3 separate regions of the Mus musculus genome follow, and regions 2 and 3 are each linked to region 1. Evidence: chromatin contacts called from public Hi-C data. All regions are on one chromosome and are shown on one strand. Each heading gives the region's core, a stretch centred on a gene start, on an enhancer-like site or on the middle of the called end of the contact. The rest is flanking DNA. Distances are from core to core; before and after follow the strand shown. Region 1 overlaps Jakmip1 (janus kinase and microtubule interacting protein 1). Region 2 overlaps Ppp2r2c (protein phosphatase 2, regulatory subunit B, gamma). Region 3 overlaps Crmp1 (collapsin response mediator protein 1).

What was found. Hi-C and Micro-C count contacts between places; a contact is called where the count stands out from the background.
Region 2: a Hi-C map of cortical neurons shows a contact between it and region 1, with 2.6 times the contacts expected there. The contact joins two enhancer-like sites. A contact is called at or near these places in 4 of 15 datasets of contacts at CTCF or cohesin (CD8 T cells, embryonic stem cells and large pre-B cells), 119 of 484 Hi-C or Micro-C datasets (the 63-12 cell line, the AtT-20 cell line, B cells and 66 more), 11 of 115 datasets of contacts at active chromatin or transcription factors (CD4 T cells, T-cell acute lymphoblastic leukemia, differentiating embryonic stem cells and 4 more) and 4 of 9 other capture datasets (adipose tissue, embryonic stem cells, liver and 1 more).
Region 3: a contact with region 1 is called in a Hi-C map of olfactory sensory neurons, with 1.6 times the contacts expected there. The contact joins two enhancer-like sites. A contact is called at or near these places in 1 of 484 Hi-C or Micro-C datasets (olfactory sensory neurons) and 3 of 9 other capture datasets (embryonic stem cells, liver and pancreatic islet).

The regions. Positions count from the first base shown.
Region 1 is chr5:37,120,198-37,123,368 of GRCm38.p6, reverse strand. Jakmip1 (janus kinase and microtubule interacting protein 1) reads right to left here. Exons shown (of 21, transcript NM_001347348.1): 10 at 2,345-2,428; 11 at 27-89. Among named protein-coding and RNA genes, the nearest start is that of Gm1043, 31 kb to the left of the region's middle. Within about 2 kb of position 1,663, at least 11 of the 459 cell types and tissues checked have an H3K27ac peak or open chromatin away from gene starts, as enhancers often do. A contact at or near this core is called in cortical neurons and olfactory sensory neurons, where this site is marked.
Region 2 is chr5:36,943,977-36,947,147 of GRCm38.p6, reverse strand. It overlaps Ppp2r2c (protein phosphatase 2, regulatory subunit B, gamma), which reads right to left. Exons shown (of 9, transcript NM_172994.3): 7 at 1-80. Gm52813 (a long non-coding RNA gene) reads right to left here. Exons shown (of 2, transcript XR_003955899.1): 2 at 2,272-3,171. Among named protein-coding and RNA genes, the nearest start is that of Gm52813, 5.3 kb to the right of the region's middle. Within about 2 kb of position 1,532, at least 40 of the 459 cell types and tissues checked have an H3K27ac peak or open chromatin away from gene starts, as enhancers often do. A contact at or near this core is called in cortical neurons, where this site is marked.
Region 3 is chr5:37,267,780-37,270,950 of GRCm38.p6, reverse strand. Crmp1 (collapsin response mediator protein 1) reads right to left here. Exons shown (of 14, transcript NM_001136058.2): 3 at 2,084-2,268. Among named protein-coding and RNA genes, the nearest start is that of Crmp1, 27 kb to the right of the region's middle. Within about 2 kb of position 1,645, at least 3 of the 459 cell types and tissues checked have an H3K27ac peak or open chromatin away from gene starts, as enhancers often do. A contact at or near this core is called in olfactory sensory neurons, where this site is marked.

The DNA.
Region 1 (3,171 bases), core at 414-2,913:
AAGCTGAGGCTCTGGCCTGAGCATACCTTCTCCAGCAGGTCCTGGTTTGTCCTCATGAGTACCTGCTTCTCCTCTACCCACGCAGCGTCCTGCAGGAAATACAGGGTATTTATTCACTGGTTCCCGTGTTGACTGAGCCACCAACTCCCAGATATGGACAGTGGCTGTGTGACTTCATCATCCTCTAAACCTTCACAGCCAGGAAAGAACAGGGTTCTTCCAATTGTCCTGAGAGCACAGAGCAGCAGGAGGGGTGACCGGACCACAAGAGGTGAGTGAGCTTATTTAAGGCCCCCTAGCCCCACGTGTGAGATGTCATTCTTTCCTAGCTCTCTCCCCATAGGCTCGAGGTCCCCTGGGCCATTACAGGACACTGCTCCGTGATGGCTGAGTGAATAACCAAAAGGGCTTTCCACCTCCCCACTGGTGCTTTGCTCAACTCCACTCACATGGAGTCTATTAGCACAGCCTCTGTGCTGACACCGTAGCATCCTCAGTGTCAGGCCAGAGCCACGAACACTGGCTCTCCCTCATCAGCATCAGACTGGAGGGGGAAGATACAGGAGGTAAGGGAGCCTTCTCCACCTCCTCCTCTTCTTCTCCCTTCTTCTCCTCCTCCCTCCTCCTCCTCCTCTTCCACCTCCTGATCCTGCCCATCCTAGATTTAGAACAGTCTATCCCCTCCACCTTGCCCCCCATTCCCACTCCACAGGAGCCGAGCCAGTCTCACCCAGTGTTGGAATTCAGCAATGCTCGTTAGCCAAGGCGGACCTAGGATCTGACCAACAGGTGTGCAATGCCCAGAAGACATTTGAAGGTCACCTCCTGGGGCCTTCTACCTAATACCCTGTGTCTCTGCTGACCCATTTGCATACATGCTCTTTGCATGTATGTTTGTGTGGCTGCAAGTCCCTGAGAAGATAGCGCTGTGTCCATCCACCTTCCTGTCTGGTGGACTGGTCACAAGGGTGGCTGCGACCTTTGCTCCACATCTGTGTGTACAAGATGCTTTGCAAGTCAGCTCATCGTCCAAAGGGATGGGGTCTGTTACTCCAGCCTTGAAGCTGGGCTTGGCTGTGATGTGTTTTGCCTACTCAAGTACTAATGAATGTGATGCGAGCAGAGGCCTGGTCAGTATTCGTGATGCTTGACAGAAGGGGGTTCCTCACCCCAGACGACCAGATAAAAAAGCCAGAACACCTATGGGAGGAGGGATAACCAGACCACAAGTGGCAAGTGATCTCATTTAAGGCCTCCTAGTCCCACTTGACCTACCTGACTTCTGCCTAGCCCCATTTGACCTGCCTGACTACTGAAGCTTCAGGGCAATCCAGGCAAGACCAACAGAACAACCATTTACAGAGCCCAGCCTGGCACCAATTCACAGATCTCCGAACAAATCAAACCCTACTATTTAAGCAACTACGTTTAGAGGCAGCTTGTTACACCATACAAACACACACACACACACACACACACACACACACACACACACACACAGAGAGAGAGAGAGAAAGAGAGAGAGAGAGAGAGAGAGAGAGGGGAGGAGAGAGAGAGAGAGGCCAGAGACCTTTCCATATGCCTCAGTCTCTCACTGAGAGCAGGAGCAAGGACCTACAGAAACCCATGCCTGTGCCTGTGCACCAGCCTTTTATAGACCCATATGGGGCCATGTGACTAGTTTGTGCCAGTAAGCTATTCTGAGGCAGTGAAAGTCTCCTCAACCCGCTGACTGTTGCCAGGAAATAAGTTCTAAGATGGCACCTCTGGTACTGGGTCCCTAGGGAACCGTGTAAAATAGAAAGCCCTCTGCTTACAAGAGGCACCAACAAGAAAGGCCTGAGGGCTGCCTCTCTCTGCCTGATGCCCACTGGGCCTGGACTAAGCAAATCAGAGAGGGGAGTCCATGCAGATAACCAATCCAGACTCCCATGGCGAAGTCACAGCCTCAGCCCTTTGCTATGGGCCCTGCCAAGTGGCCCACAGCACTTCAATTACGCACAGGCAATTAAAATCTTGACAGAAAACAGCAGCTTTTCTTCAGGCTCCAGCCCCAGTCAAAAGAGCTTCTGGCTGCGTCTCTGCTCTGAGAGTTACCTTCTGCTTTTCTGATGTGGGCAACCGAGGAGAAGCCAGGCAAGCTTTCAGGGCACCACGCTCTGACTGTGGCAACACAGGTTCACCTGGGGTCACAGGGATTCCTCCACAGAACCGCCCCTTACCCTTGGCACACCAAAGACAACATCGATCCCAGGGACACTGTGGGGACAGAGCCATGAGGACCCCGGGGACACCATGGGGACAGAGCCATGAGGATCACAGAGTGCATGGCCTTCCTGCTTACCTGTCCCTTCTCAACCAGCAGCTTCTCTAAGTCCTCGATTTTGGCCTGGCACCTCAGCAGGTCGGCCTGAAGCTGCTCCCGAGTCTGGAAGTAGAAAGACCAGGAAGTGAGCAAGTCACTTGCAGAGGTAACGAGTCAGGCTGCCGACCAGACTGCCTCCGCAGCCAGAGAGCTTGAGGGTAGGAGGGTCCTGTTGCACGCATGCTCACGTCACAACCACTTGAGGCGTTCTGAAGTCCATCTGCAGCCGCATCCTGCAGTGGGAAGTAAGGGGTCATGGGGGGGGGGGGTGATGGTTCTAACTCCCCCAGTAAAGGACAATCAAAGGGCAGCCTGCAAGAAGAGCCACCCTCTTCTGGGATGAACTTGCCCAAACTGGATGCCTCAGGGTCCCAAAGCCAGCTCTGACAAGGTCAGTGCTTTCTCCTTCAGCAGCATCCAGCTGCTGACAGCTGTTCTACTTGCTTGGGGGTCTAATGGGGCTTTCTGTCACCTACAGCAAAGACCGAAACCTAATACCTCATAAACTAGGCAAGTCATCAAGGAAGTCACTGATCAGCTGACCCTACAGCAAGAAGCAGCAGGCAGGGCACAGCGTAGGCACATACCCTAGTCCCGGGAGGCACAGCTACTTGGCTACAGCCACACATTGACACGGGGAATGTGAAGACACGGATGTGACCTGCTTTCCAGATGTCAGGAACCCAAACTAGGTGTGTTGTCAGAGGCCTGAAATCTTGGCCCTCAGGAGGTGTATCAGGAGTTCAAGGTCATCTGGAAAGTGGGAAAATCTACCTCTTTCCCTTTTCTTTTTAAATTATGAAACA
Region 2 (3,171 bases), core at 283-2,782, 180 kb after region 1:
GCTGAACTTCACGTCGGACACCGAGGAGATGATCTCTGAAAAGAAGGAGCGGTTGCTGGGGTCCTCGGGCTCTTCAAAGACTGTGGAGAAAGAATCTGCAGCTGTCATTGGCTGTCCTGACCAGTCAGAACCAGAGCTGGCTGTATTCATCTGTACCGTTATTCATTCATTCATTCATTCATTCATTCATTCATTCATTCATTCATTCATTCATCAAACCTTTCCCTAAACACCTACCAAAACCCTGGGCTCTAAGGACCCTCTAAAGAGGAAAAGCCAGCTCATGGAAGGGCTCCCTTGTGGGAACTGTGTTAATTGATTATTTACTGAAGTGCTGTGAATGACTTCACTTAATCCCCTAATAAAACCTTCGGGGTGGTAGCCTAATTACCCCCATTGAATACACAAGAAAACTCAAGACTGAGAGTGAATCCACAAGCAGATCTCAGAGCTACGCTTGCTGCACACTCTCTGCTGCCCCCTACTGGCAGTTCAGAACACAAGCCTGAAAGCATCTTCTAGGCCAGACCCTGATGTGGTTCTGGTACTAACGGGTCCTGCGTCTTCGGGCCAGGAGCTGCTTTTGTGAATGTGCATTGGACACCTGTGGCTAATCACACCCCAGTGGCTAGAACTGCTTTGGGCTGGCATTAACTCCCTGAGCTCTGTGGGAAGTTGGGGGGAGGGGAAGTGGGGGGTGCTAGCAGTCAGTTACCACCTAAGCATCTCAGTAGAGCCAACCACAAGAAACCATTGAGTGACAGCCCCGCCCATTGCCTCATTGGAAGAAGAGGGTTGGCCACAGCTCCCAAGAGGCTCTGGACAGATCTTTCCTCTCTGGGCATATAAAGCCCCCAATAGTGGCCCAGGCCAGCAGAGATAAAAGGGCTAATAAACTGGATTCAATAATGCTCACTGAGTGTTCATTCCATGCTCAGCCTCACACAACCAATCCCCAAGAGACAAAGTGAAATGTGTCCTGAGTTGTGGCCCATGAAGAACTGACATGCTCTGGCCCCCATTTCTGAGTCTCAGAGCCCTCCATCTTCTCTGCCACACTATCCCTTATACTGAAGCCCACAAAGAGCTTATCTGGGGAAGCTCTGAGCCTCACTCCCAAGCTTACTGTCAGAGAGGCCTCTTCCCGCCACACTGGTATGAAGAACCTTGGGACAGGATGGGGATTTGTGCTGGCTGTCTAGGGGCTGTGGTAGCCAAGGTGTGGTAGCTTTAGCAGCTGGGAAGGACAGGGCAACAGCTGCTCCTAAAGCCTCCATCATAGTTAGCCCTGGCCACACCCTGAGTAGATCTCCAGCCCCCACAACTGCTCAAAGCACACATGTTGTTTTAAGTCCAAGAGAAGAGTGCTCTCTTGAGGCTCCAGGGCAACATGGTGAGGAGGCTGAGGAAGAGCAAAATGCCAAGAAAGGAGCGCTCATGGCTCCATCTTGGGAGACTCTGAGGAGTGAATGGTTTGCTAGCCTTGAACAGCTCAGCAGCTGTTAGCACGTCTTGCAGACTCTGCTATCAAAAGCAGAAATCACTGTCTATTTTGAGGAGTCGTGAATGGCTGTTTCTATGGTTACCCTGCCACAATGCCTAGCAGACAACAACCTGCATTTCTAGTGTTTGTGGGAGAGCTGAAGCCACGGCTGGGAATACAGGAGAGCCAGTACACCCGAGCCCTGTCTGGTTCAGACAGGTCTAAGGAACTACTGTACTCCTTTGACCCTCAGCCTCCTCCCCTGCTCAGTGCAGGCATGAGCGCACACAGGACTCCACTGTGCTTCTTATTCGGTGAGAAGGAAGTTGCAGTGTCATCTTATTAGGAAAGGATGCTGTGGGCGGGGCCCTGGGGGAGTCTCTGACAGCCACACCCTGGCTTTTTCAAACAGAGGAGTGGGAGGCAAAGGACTAGTGAAAGCTGCAGGCTTTTTACACAAGTGCAGCTGGAATAACGATCATGGCTGATGAGGAACATCACAGGCTCTGGCCCTGGGAACCTCATGACAGCCAAGAATGCATACTGTGGTTGAGCCACACATGGCCAATGACAGAGGCAGTGGCCTGTGTAGCAGCACATCAAAGCATAAGATGTCATAGCAGAGGGCATGGTTGGTGTCAGAGTGCTTAGCAAGCATGCTCCTGGCTAGGGTTCCATCTGGTCTGGGGTCGGGAGGCAAGCAGGTAGGGACTGGTTCTACACAGGCTATTTAGAGGCGGAGAAAAAAATTCCAGAAAAATCTAAATTATAGACTTAACTCCAATAGAAAACGTGTATGAAGCACTGTAATGGTTAATACTCTCAGCATGACACACTTGTAAGAAACTGGCTGCTTGGGTTAGCTTCTGGGAGATATCTTCATTAGGTTAGCTGAGACTGGAAGACACGCCCTAAAAGTGGGTGGCACCATTCTCTGAGCTTGAATCCTGAGCTGCAGAAAAAGGAGAAAGCAAGCTGACCAGCAGCCCTCAAGTCTCTGCTGTCTGAGTGCAGGTGTAAAACAGTCCCGTATCTCAAGTTCCTGGTGTCATGCTCCCTGCCATGATGGACGGCAACCTTGAACCATGAGCCAAAACTAACCTTCTCTCCCTTAAGTTGCTTTTATTACAGAAACATGACACATATACAATTCAGAAAAAATTGGTACCAGAGAGTGGGGGTGCTGCTGTGATAAGCCTGACCACTAGTCTTTCAGGCCTTTAGAACAGATTCAAAGGAGAAATACGGAGGAGTCTGGAGGTTTGAGGCAGAACAGCCTTGAATGCTGTAGGCAGAGCTTAAGCTATACTGGTGGGAGCTTGGAAGACAAGAATGCTGACAGAAATTTGGACAGTGGAGACCCTACTCATTGGAGACGACAAGGGCTCTATCTGGGGCGGGGTTGTGGACCATGCATGTAGATTCTTAGGAGAAAATAGCTTGTGCATTGTACGGATGCATCACCTGTCAATTTAAAAACCTATGGCCTGTAGGAAAGGGTAGAATAGAAGGTGGGACATCGGAAGGCAGAGAGGATTCTGGGATAGAGGCAGGGTGGGAGATTTGCTCAGGAAGGTGGTACCTGTGCACAGGTAGCCAGCCATGTAGCAGAATGTAGATTAGAATAAATGGATTATTTTAGTTATGATCTACTCAGAGAAGAAGAGCCTAGCTATATAGCCAAGGTA
Region 3 (3,171 bases), core at 396-2,895, 150 kb before region 1:
TCCTTGTTTAGTTTCTGAAGATCAGTTCCAAGCTCACTCTGGTCTAAAGTCCTGGTTCATCCACTCTCCTAGCCAGTGAGCGGGTTAAAGAGCTATTCATTTAAAAAGACATAAACTTGACTTGACTTGTCAGCCAAGCTAGGTGAGAGTTGGTTCTCACAGCTCAGATGGCTCTGCTGTCAATTGACATATGTAGTCTCTTGTATACACTGCAGGAATAGGTAAGGCTGGGCAGCTTGAAAGTAAGCTTTCTGGAAGCAGAGCTTGACAAATGATTATCGTAAGTCTTGCCTTTTAAAAGAAAACCTCATAGCAACGGGACCCAAGCAAAAGCAGGCACTCACACAAAGCAAAGCAGAGGGAGCAGGCATACCTCATTGGACTGGTATTAGTCATCCCCGAAGCTTTCTGCCTTCTCCAGTGTCTCCCTGCCTCGCTGGGGCAGACAGTTCTTCAGGGAAGTTGGACCTGGCTCTGAGACTTAGTGCAGCCAATATGAGTAGAAATGAGAGCGAGGGAAAGGCTGCTGTTGCAAGAAGAGGTGAGAGGTCTCAAAGACCATCCTGCTTACTGGGATGAGCCATGAATAGGATGTAGTGCATTTGCATGGGTTCCATAGAGGGAGTGCCCCAGTGCCCTGATCCAGCTATAGCCTGGCGTGACCACTGCAGCGCTACCCTCCTGTCCACATATATGAGTGCAGAATAGTAAATGGGGCTTCAGATTCAGCATAAATGTGACCTGAGTAGGTCCATCAAGTATTTATGTGTCTGAAGCTGGGTCCCCAGGGTTCCCATGCTGGAGCTTTTGAGAGGTGGAGCCTAATGGAGGATGACTGGGACACTACATTTTTGTACTGGTAGAAGGTACTGATGCAGGGATCACTCAGTGAGCTGATGCCTTTGATAAAGAGAGTGAGCCCTGCCTTGTGATCTCCTCCCATCACACTTGGCATTCATAGGATGGTGACATTTGCCAGAAGTATGTGACTCAGGAGACCCTCAACAGAGGCTGAATTTTCACGAGTCATTTTAAGACAAGCAACCATAAGGAACAGTTTAGCACCCTGGGACTCCACTTTGCTTGGGCTAAGCACAGCCTTAAGTAATATTCATATCAATAACTAATAATTTACTTGGTAGCCTGAGATTCTCACCTGCACATGCTACACACACACACACACACACACACACACACACACACACACACACACCACTCTAAATAACACACCTAGCAACCTGTTAGCAGCCTAGGAATCCAGCTGCATTGAGCTGCATGCACACCCCTCTCAGAGCAATGGAAGAGATTTTTTTCCTTCCCTTAACAACCATTAGTCTTAGGTTCTATTCATTCATGGACTCCTTATACCCAGGTAGGAGACCAGAAAGGCCTATTCAGTCTGAACTGGTTCAGGGTGCAGTATAGTAAAGCAAACTCAAAGGGAACTTTTAGGTAGAATCTCCTCTTTACCACCTTATGCCTACGCATGCTTGGAAGTGTATGTGATTAAAATCAGATCCATTGTGGTAAGGGCTTTGTACAGTAGAAAAGTAAGCATGTGATCTACACTATCAGTCACAACAGAACCACCTTCACCATGGCCCTTAGCAACCAGAACTCCCTGAACCCCCGTAAGAAGAACAATAATGTTCCCTGAACAATAATGGGGCCCTTGGGTGTCTTCCTCTTGCCTTCCCAGGGGACTCTGACCTGTTCTCTAACTCTGCTTTAAATAACAATTCGTCGCTACTTTTTGCAAACCTATGAGAGCTTTTGTTTCAAGTCCTTGAATAAGAGGCCAAGAACCTGCAAACGCCCAATCTGAACACATCACAAGGGTGACAATTTCACTCAGATACACAGTAAAATAACTTTTAGAGAGTTAACCTCCACCATGTTTGAACTCTTTTTGTTCTGGACCAGAGCACCCATGAAGATGATCTATATTTATCGTGGTAGGGTGTGACAAGGAGTTACATGGAATCCTGAGAACAGGGCCAGATGCATTGAGCACCAGTGTGTACTGATGTGGAGGGCAGGGCTCATGGACCATCTCCCCAAGGCCAGGGAAAGTGCCACTCACTGATCATCGTGGTTCCACCTGCCAGCGCTGCTTTAGTGCCCTGGAAGAAGTCATCAGCCGAGGTCATGCCCTGGGAGGGCTTCTGCAGGTAAGTGTTGACATCAATGCCACCGGGAATGACCATTCGGCCATTCGCCTCGATGGTCTTCACTCCACCAGGAACAATCAGGTTCTCTCCTATTTGTCTAGAGGCAAATAACGAAGAAATTGTGGGTTGGTTTTGTTTGGTTGGTTTTGGGTTTTGTTTGTTTGTCTGTCTGTTTGTTTGTTTGTCTGTTTGTTTGCACAGACTGTACAGTGTCAGCCCCTCAAAGTACGTGTTCCCCACCCAAGCTGACTCAGGGTACTGGGCTGAGAAGAAGGATCAGGCATAGCATTCTCAAGGGCTCAGAGCCTGCTATCTAATATTCGAATGCAGCATAGTACAAATTCAGAAGCACGGGAGGGCTAGCCATTTGGCTGGGCTATTTAGGAGACTCCAGGAGGGGAGATGGCAGAGCAAGAAGAAACTGTCCTCTCTACCAAGTGGTCAGCCCTAGGGAACTTTACACGGTTTTGACAGTTCCCTAAGGGTTACAGAGAAGAGTCACTGAGTGAGGCAGCAGCAGGATCATTAGTTCCACAGGATTTCACCAACACTTAAGTACTGAAATGTGTCCCCCTAACATCCCTATGTTATGGCTTCAACCCTCAGCAACTTAGAATATTTCTGTAATAAAGGCAAGGTCTTCACAGAGATAAAACAGGTCTCTAGGGTGGGCCCGAATCCAAAAGGACTAGGATTAATTTAAAAAGACATAAGGAGGAAGGCAACCGAATCTCCCTACACAACTGTGATGCCTATGAAGTTTATCAATGGTCAGTATGCATATAAACCTAGATCAATGATCAGAAGTGGCAGGCATGTCTCGGTGGTAATCAGCAGCTCTCTTATTGGACTTAAGAACTGTTCAATAAGAGGAGAAAACCATGTCTGGGACTGAAAACTTAGCCAACAACCCAGAGCTAGGAAATCATGGATCTTGGAGAAGAACGTAAGGTCACTATTAAATTAGAATAATTCCTAAAAGCAATCTGCACATTTGTCC